2 separate regions of the Mus musculus genome follow, and region 2 is linked to region 1. The links are chromatin contacts, called in public HiChIP or PLAC-seq maps. All regions are on one chromosome and are shown on one strand. Each heading gives the region's core, a stretch centred on a gene start, on an enhancer-like site or on the middle of the called end of the contact. The rest is flanking DNA. Distances are from core to core; before and after follow the strand shown.

Region 1 (3,927 bases), core at 369-2,868:
CTGTTTTAAAATGAAGTGTTTATTTCTAAATTTAATAGTTACACAGTCCCATGCTTCAGGCATTTCAAACCTAGCAAAAGAGCAGAGATGGTAACGATATCTTCATTCATTTCAGAATTCTTTTTTTTAAAAAAAGATTTATTTATTATTATTATACATAAGTACACTGTAGCTGACTTCAGATGCACCAGAAGAGGGCATTAGATCTCATTAGGGGTGGTTGTGAGCCACCATGTGGTTGCTGGGATTTGAACTCCGGACCTTTGGAAGAGCAGTCAGTGCCCTTTACCCACTGAGTCATCTTGCCAGCCCCCATTTCAGAATTCTTTTCAGAACTTATTACTCTCAGGCTCAAGAGCCTAAGAAATTTCCATTAGATTACACAGGTAGAGCCAAATAAGCTGCGTCAGACCTGGGATTCCTGTAGAGCAAACTTGCCTCCAACTTGGGGTAACCCTCCTGGCTGCTAATAAGTGTGCTACCATGCCCAGCCCTTTCATTAATCGTTATTTATAGCATAGGCAACCCACAAACTCCTTAGGCAGATGAAGATGACTGTAGGCCGATCATTGTGCCTCAGCCTTTACAGTATTGGAATCAGAAGTATGTGCCACTATGTCCAGCTACATAACATCATCGTATCAACAGAAAAAAGGCAATGCCGCTATTATTTGGCTTTATCACTGAGCAGGAAAGCAGTCTGTGAACTCCCTCCAGATGAAGGCATTACCATGGGGCTGAGATCACTTACTAAGATTGTGGTGCCTCTCACGAACTTCTCGGTGTTCTAGCATCTTGTTTGGTTCCCGATACAGGTGAGAAGTTGCAATGTCTTCTAGTGTATAGTGCTGAAGAGGTGGTGGAGTAGGATGGAACTGGCCCCCAGGATTCATAAGGGGAACAGTGAGGGCGGGACTGTGCCGAGGAGCAGGGCTGATAGTACACACTCTCTTGGCAGGCGGTTCAGGAGGAACTGTATCTCTTTCAAAATTATTCTCGTCCCTCCTGTAGAAGAAACTGAAGTGCTTATAGGAGCCTGTCAAGAAGTGTTCATGTTAACATCCCTACGAGTCTCAGAATAGCTGTTTCTTCCCAGAGTCTCACCCCCCTTTAGATGCTATGAAACCTGGAACCCTCTAGAGCACACTATGTTTTGTTCTATTCACTTTCCAAAGCAGGAAGACTGCTATTTTTCTGAAGATTCCAAAGCAAGAATGGTTATTTTGGGTGCTGCAGCCCATATACTAAGCACATGCTTCATATTGTTATACTCCCAGCCCTTCAGCCCTTCTTCCAGCTGTCAGCCAAACTAGACATCTGACTTTTGTGCCTCTTCTGGTGTGTGTTCCTATACCTAGAGGCAGGAACCAAACTGTCTTCAGGCTAGACACAATTCGTAAATGCTTCTTTATTCCAGCATGAAGACAGGCCAAATTCACCCCTAAGTAGGCAGGCAGAACCATATAACCGTGACACAGGAAAAGAGAAACTGAATGGGACAAGAACTGAGAAAGTTTAGGAATGCAGAAGGTCAAATTTCTGACTATGGAGGTGATTTCCTGGGAAGAAAGGCTGCCTCTATGACTCATTATGGGTCTTAGTAACACAGCTTCAACTGTAATAAGCCTTCTGCTGTTCAATACCGCTTCCTCAACAACTCATATACTATTGTGGCAGCCACTTTATCCTACTTCCTGACATGCTAGTCATAAAGTCCTTAGAGTCTTCCAAGTGCTAAGTCTAAGAAGCCAACTGTAGGCTGGCAACTACTAGGTAGATTCAGGATTGGGGCTGGTTATGGGAAGGACCAAGGCAGAATTACACTATCCACCCCTAGGGAGGGGAGGTGATTGAAGGTTAAGTCGATCATGAGTTAGCCATTTTCAATCACACTTAAGGAATGAAGCAGACAAGATAGACAAGAATGTCTGAAGAGCTGAGTATGTATGTGTGGCGTCTCTTTGGAGATGGTGGTGCAACTACCAGGAGAGGACAGGCCCACTCCACATACCCAGTGCCACTCTGTGCCTTGCCTTTGCCTACTGTTCATCAGTATCCGACGAACACATCCTTAATCATTAGCCAGCTAATGTTCCTGAGTTCTCTGAGACAATGAACAATTAAACAATACTGAGGAGCTCAATTTAGCCCAGCAGTGGTGCTATGCCTTTAATCCCAGCACTCAGGAGACAAAGGCAGGTGGATCTCTGTGAGTTTGAGGACAGCCTGGTCTACAAAGTAAGTTCCAGGACAGCCAGGGCTACACAGAAACCCTGTCGTGAACCCCACTTCCACCAAAAGAAGCCCAATTTGTAGATCATTCAGAAACAGCCTATGAGAAAAAAGCAGAGGGGGCACAGTTGTTTGACAGGACAGTATTCACAGAACCTGACACTTGTAGTTAGCTTAAGCGAGAGGACAATCCTGGGAGCTAAGTCTTCAACCTGCAGCGCCAGCTCTATCTTAAGGTAGAGAACAACAAGAGTAAAGGATGACTGACTAATGACTGCTCTTCTTCCACTTCTGGGACAGTGAACCTGCGTAAACTCCAGGGCAGAGGTCCTCAAAAGGAATGTGTCAACTGAAGAGTTGTTGGGACAAAGGAAAACTAATCTTGGAAAGTCTAAGACATTGTCTACCACCCAACAACCAAACCCTCTTCCTTTTAAAGCAGAGTGGCTCCAGAAAAACAAAACAGACCTCTTCCCTGCTCACCTTTCCGGACTGGGCCTCTTTCCATTTCCATGAACCTCCATGAGCAGTTCAGAAGAGTCAGCAGGAGATGCGATACTGGTGTTGAGCAGAAGGTGCTCATGCTGGGCCAGGTACTGGGACGGGGTCTGCTTGGCAGCCCGGGCACAGTGCAGCAGTTCTCGCTGCAGCAGGGGCAGGTTGGCCTTGAAAATAAAGAGGCAGTTTTCTTCTGAGCCCTAGCTACAGAGATTAAGGTCTCAATGTGCTCGCATAGACCAAAAGCCCTCTGCTTTCTCCCTCTAACACTCACGAGTAAAGTGACATCCAAGCAGTAAAGGGGCATTTTTTTGAGTTGCTGATTGGTCTGTTTCTTCCCCCCCAGCAAGATATCAATCAATCTTCTATTTTTGCTTTTCAAGACAGGGTTTCTCTGTGTAGCCCTGGCTTTCCTGGAACTCACTCTGTGGACCAGGCTTCCCTCGAACTCAGTGATCCGCCTGCCTCTGCCTCCCAAGTGCTGGGATTAAAAGGCGAGCACCACCATGACTGGCTGACTTCAATCTTCTTAAAGGGACTGTCCCTTAGTTTACTTTTGTGGCCTCATACAGAGCACAATAAAGGTTTATTGAACATAATTTTAAAGCATACATTTTTCCTTTTTTTAAAAGATGTCTTTTATTTGTAATTGTGTGTGTGTGTTTGGGGATGTGAGTGCAGATGCCCTGCAGCTGGAGTTATAAGAGGTTTCAAGCCACATCACTATAAGAACAGCAAGCACTCATCACTAGGCTGTCTTGTCCCTCCAGCCGTAAAACATTTTCAGTAAGAAAGTTTTCAGTCTGGGAAATAGTACTAGGGCCCAATGCTCTATTACCAAACTATATCTCCAGCATCCAAATTACACATTTTCTTGAAGACTGCCCAGTTAGAGAATTACTAATGTCTAAAAAGGAGAACTACAAGTCCTGGTTTCTCTCCTCTAATCACAGCCCTTCTATGATAGTGGCATTCAGCTCTCTCTTAGGGGTCTCTGGAGGAGTCTTGGAATCTCAGAAACCAGGATTACTTTAGAAATGGGGTTTTGAAGAGGAGTACTGGGAATAAAGTAATCTGGAAAAGAAAAATTGTATTCTGCTGTCTTTTCATTCTCATATTAAGAAAAATTTTGGTAGATTAAGACTATCTCCCCCCCCCCACACACACACACTTTTAAACTTCAGAATTCTAATTCTT
Region 2 (4,524 bases), core at 947-3,446, 96 kb before region 1:
ACCTAAGTATGCACACATACAGACCATACATATAAAAAAAGGTCGAAAACATAAAGCCCTTAATTAAACGTTCCACCCTCCGCTCCTTTCCCTTCTGGTGAAGTCCATCAGTACAAGCCGGGCACACTGCCCTTCCTTCCTTCCTTCCCATCAAGGCCCCTGGTGCGCTCCCGGAATCTTCCCTCACCCCACTGCTTCCTTCCTGACATTTCTAGACTTTTGGCAAATCTAACCTATTCTGCTTCCCAAATATATCTGGGATCCACCCTCTCCAGCCGCTTGGCCGAGCTCCTTACACTCCCTGCTGCCCTTCACCATACCCCCCCCCCCCCCGCATTCCCCAGAAGCCGGGGTGAACTTTATAAAACATACATCAGATGATGTGGCTCCCCTGATGAAAACCTTTTTTTAGCACCACACTGATCCCAAGATAAAGTTCAGAAGCCTCATCAGATCTGAGGAGGGCTTTTCTCAAGCCGCTCCGCTACACTGCACCGGGAATTATGGGAAATCTTGTTCTCCCTGGCTTCCACCACCTGGTCCTTCCGATGCCCTTTTATTTGGATCGCCACACACCTGCTGTTCTTCTCGTAGAAATTTTATTTATTTTGGTCCTGGGGACCTTTCAAGGCCAGTGAAACTACACTTCTCGAATCCTATTTAATTTTTTCTTTAGCTAATACACAAGCATATGCTTGTACGAAACGTTTAAACAATGCAATACCCCACTGTCCTCCAAAGGGAATGAACACCCACGACCTGACCACACGCAATACCCCACTGTCCTCCAAAAGGGAACGAACACCCACGACCCTGACTGACCACCCAGATCCACACCACCCCTGCTATTTTCTTCACAGAACACACCAGCTGGGGTCACCTTTGCAGTCTTCTTTTTTGAGTTCCCGTTGTTTTGTGGTTTTTCCCCCCTTTTATTTTCTGTACAATGATATTTTTAATACTTTTGAGATTATAATTTGATTAGGACATTCCGCCCTTCACTTTTCTCCCTCCAAACCTCCCATATAACCTCTCCACTCTCCTTCAAAGTCATGGCCTTTTAAAAAAAGTTGTTATTGAGTATATGTATGTACACATATATTCCTAATTGGTTTTTGAAAGTCTCATGGTGCCAAAGCTGGCCTCAAAATCCTTATGTGGCCGAGGCTAACGATCTTCCTGCCTGTCTTCCAACCGCTGGGATTATGAGCATGCACGGCAAACCCTGCCTGAGATTGCCTTCTTTTACTATTCTTTCCCACAATTCTGACGGCGGGGTGAGGTGGGGTAGTAATGAAGGAGGATGAGGACAAGTGAATCTGGCTTAGTAAGAATCACTGGATTTCTTTCAAAGGTAAGACTCAGGTGAGAGCTCATCCTCCAAGAAGCTAGTGAACTACAAGCCTTGGTTTCCTTCTGCCGGCCCGGCCCACAGATTTCCACTCGGGCTGTTCACTCCACCCTCCACCCACAAGGCTACTACTGTGTCCAACTCCTCTCCTGTCTCTAGAGCCATCCTTTGTTGTTAAACTCCAGCAGGTGCACATGGTGGCGCTCAGAGCTCCCTTTCTCCAGAGCCTGGGGCCCATGCACCACGGCGATCTTGCAGATCACAGAATCGAATCCGATTCGATCGGAGACCAGAGTAGCCCAAGCAGGCACACGCGTGCAGGGCTCAGATCGGAGCACGGTGGGTGCCCTGTGTTTACTGGTTTGGGCCGGTGGTCTCTCCCAGACTCCGCTGTGCACACAGGCGGCGCCTCCTTCTCTGCTCTGGACTTAGTAGGACTACATCCCAGCCCGGAGGCCACCGTGGGTCTCGGGACGTTCTGAGTGGTTCGGGCGCCCGACTGGGCAGCTGAGCCGCCCAGCCCTCCCGCACCGCCGTCTCTCCAGGCCCAGGCCCCCGGCTGTTTCCTGGGCGTGCACCCTCCCGCGCCGGCGGCCTCGACTGCCGCGCTGTTCCGGTCCCGAGGCCCCCTCCCCGCAGAGCCGGCGCTCCCAGGCTGTTCCCGCCCCCTCCCGCCCCGCGGCTGTTCCGGCCCGGACGCCCTCCGCCCTCCGCCCCGCGGCCTCCACGCGCCCTGGGCCCGGCGCTGCGAGGGCGCGGCGGGAGGGGGCGCCACGCGGAACAGCCGCTGCCCCGGCCCGACGCGCTCACCCTCCAGGGCCTCGAAGATCGCCTGCGCCATCTTGGAGCTGCCGCCGCCCGGGGAGTCGGAGCGGGGCTACGCAAGCATTGTGAGAACCGCGGCGGGGTCGGGGCCGCCAGGGGGCGCCCAGGAGCCGACGCCGAAGCCCCTGCCCCGGAAACAGCTTGCCCCGCTGTCCGGCCGGAGACCCAGTCCCCTAGTAGTTCCAATTCTACACAGACATACGTCCGGCGCTCGCACATCGCCTCCCAACGCGGACACCGACCCCAGTTCTTCAACACGCACCCCATGATCGCTGCACACAGTCTTCTTCAAGGTTGCAACACCAACCCACCTCACCGAGATTGTCTGTTACATGGACACCCCACACCTTGCAACTGTGCCACGCTGATTGGAAAGCAGCCTTCTCGAAGGACTCCTATCTCTGGTCTTAATTCCTCAGTTTATGTTAGATTCCCTCAGTGCTCTTCTTAACCCCAATTTCCAGCTTTGGAGGGACCTCCATTCCCATTCACACACCTCTCGACTGTGATTCTCTGAGACCCCATTTCTTTGACGACCCTATTACCATTTCAGCCATTCCTAGCTCAAACTCATAGGGAGGGGATCCACTCCCAACTTCATGTCGTCGTTTTTACATTTATTATTAATTTTGTTTTGTGTATATGGACACACATGGCATATATCTACACACAGACACACAACAAAACACATGTGTGAAGATCAGAGGACAACGTTCCGGAATCGATTCTCTTCCCTCCATCATGTGAGACCCTGGCACTGAACTCAGTCCAGCAGCAAGTGCTTTTACCAGCTGAGCCGTCTCTAAGTTTTGTTTATAATCCATGAAGTCCAATTTGAACTGCTGGTACATTATATTGATCAGTGTGTCAGTGTGGGGTCATCCACTGGAACATGGTTTATCAGGGACTACATATACACTTAGAGGACTTTCTCTCCCAAGACAGACCTCTGGGGATTTGTGAGGTCCTCATCCATGCATTCTGGAATGATGACTGGCTTGATCCTGTGCAGGTGGAGAAAGCTACAGCTGGTCTGAGTTTGCAAGTGCTGTAGCCCTGCCATTTCCAAGACACGATTTCACCCCAGGCCTCCCCAAACTCTGGCTCTTATATCTTTCCACCCCGACATTCACCATGATGCCTGAGTCTTGGAAAGAGGAAAAGATGAGATAGAAGTCCTACTGTGGCTAAACACTCTACTGACACTTTAACTAGTTGTGAGTTTCTGACTTAACTGTCCTCTGTTGCACAAAGTTCTGTAATGCTGGCTCACTTAATAGTCTCACTTAATAGTGTCAGCTGCCCTGAGTGTGTGGGGCTCGAAGAGGGCAGGGCTGCATACAGAGCCTGGTGAATGAATGCTAAGCTGGTGATCTACTTTAGCTCCACCTCAACCCTTGACCTTTAATTTTGACCTCAGTTTTTGTACTTACTATTCTCTCCAGCTTCCATTACCCTTCCTAACAGCTGACACCACTGCTTCTTGGGTCATCTACCTCCTCAAAGAGGCCTTTCCTGACCAACTACCCTGACTAACATAGCTTCTCCTTGTACCAGAATAAAAATTATCTGAAGCCATGGCTCCTCTTCTCCACCCCTCATTTACTTCCTGGTCTATGGCCTATGTTTTCTGATAGATTATGACTGAAGACAATTTTTTTTTTTTTTTGGTCTTGGCTATGTTTCTAGAACCTAGAACAATACCTGGCATATCGTAGGTGCTCAACAAACAAGTAATTTTTAAAAAAGATTTATTTATTTATTTTATGTATGGGAGTTCACTGTATATAGCTGTACTGATGGTTGTGAGCTTTCATGTGGTTGTGGGAATTGAATTTTTTGGACCTCTGCTTGCTCTTGGCCCAAAGATTTATTTATTATTATACATAAGTACACTGTAGCTGACTTCACACACCATCTCACCAGCCCCAAACAAGTAAATTTTTAAAAATTATATCTTCACTTCTATTATTTTGTGTGTGGATGTTTTATGTGCATATATAGCTGTGTGCTACATGCATGCAGTGCCCTGGAGGCTAGAAGATGTTGGATCCCCTGGAACTGGAGTGATGGAGGGTTGTGAGCCACCATATGGGCGCTTGGAATGGATCCTGGGTCTTCTGCATGAACAAGTGCTCTTAACCACTGCACTGTTCTCCAGACCCAATGATTAAAAGTTGAATTAAATGACCAGATACATTATAACGATAATAATAATGATAAAAGCAATGCCAGATGAAATTTTAGGGAAGAAATCAAAATCTGAGGCCAATGGGTCAATGGTGATGTTAAAAATAGAAAAGAAGAAATTCTGGTTTTATTCCTGGAAAGAAGGTAGAAAAAGGGCT

Evidence for each region. HiChIP or PLAC-seq counts read pairs in DNA pulled down with a chosen protein or histone mark.
Region 2: a contact with region 1 is called in a CTCF HiChIP or PLAC-seq map of the NIH/3T3 cell line, with 12 read pairs. The contact joins the promoter of Zfp341 here to the enhancer-like site in region 1. A contact is called at or near these places in 2 of 39 promoter capture datasets (macrophages and neural stem cells), 2 of 15 datasets of contacts at CTCF or cohesin (CD8 T cells and the NIH/3T3 cell line), 1 of 484 Hi-C or Micro-C datasets (the N1E-115 cell line), 5 of 115 datasets of contacts at active chromatin or transcription factors (embryonic forebrain, embryonic limb bud, embryonic stem cells and 1 more) and 3 of 9 other capture datasets (adipose tissue, liver and pancreatic islet).

The regions. Positions count from the first base shown.
Region 1 is chr2:154,514,787-154,518,713 of GRCm38.p6, reverse strand. Cbfa2t2 (CBFA2/RUNX1 translocation partner 2) reads right to left here. Exons shown (of 11, transcript NM_172860.2): 5 at 2,716-2,897; 6 at 752-1,005. Among named protein-coding and RNA genes, the nearest start is that of 1700003F12Rik, 32 kb to the left of the region's middle. Within about 2 kb of position 1,618, at least 23 of the 459 cell types and tissues checked have an H3K27ac peak or open chromatin away from gene starts, as enhancers often do. A contact at or near this core is called in the NIH/3T3 cell line, where this site is marked.
Region 2 is chr2:154,611,040-154,615,563 of GRCm38.p6, reverse strand. Zfp341 (zinc finger protein 341) reads right to left here and starts at 2,196. Exons shown (of 15, transcript NM_199304.1): 1 at 2,162-2,196. The coding sequence starts at 2,192.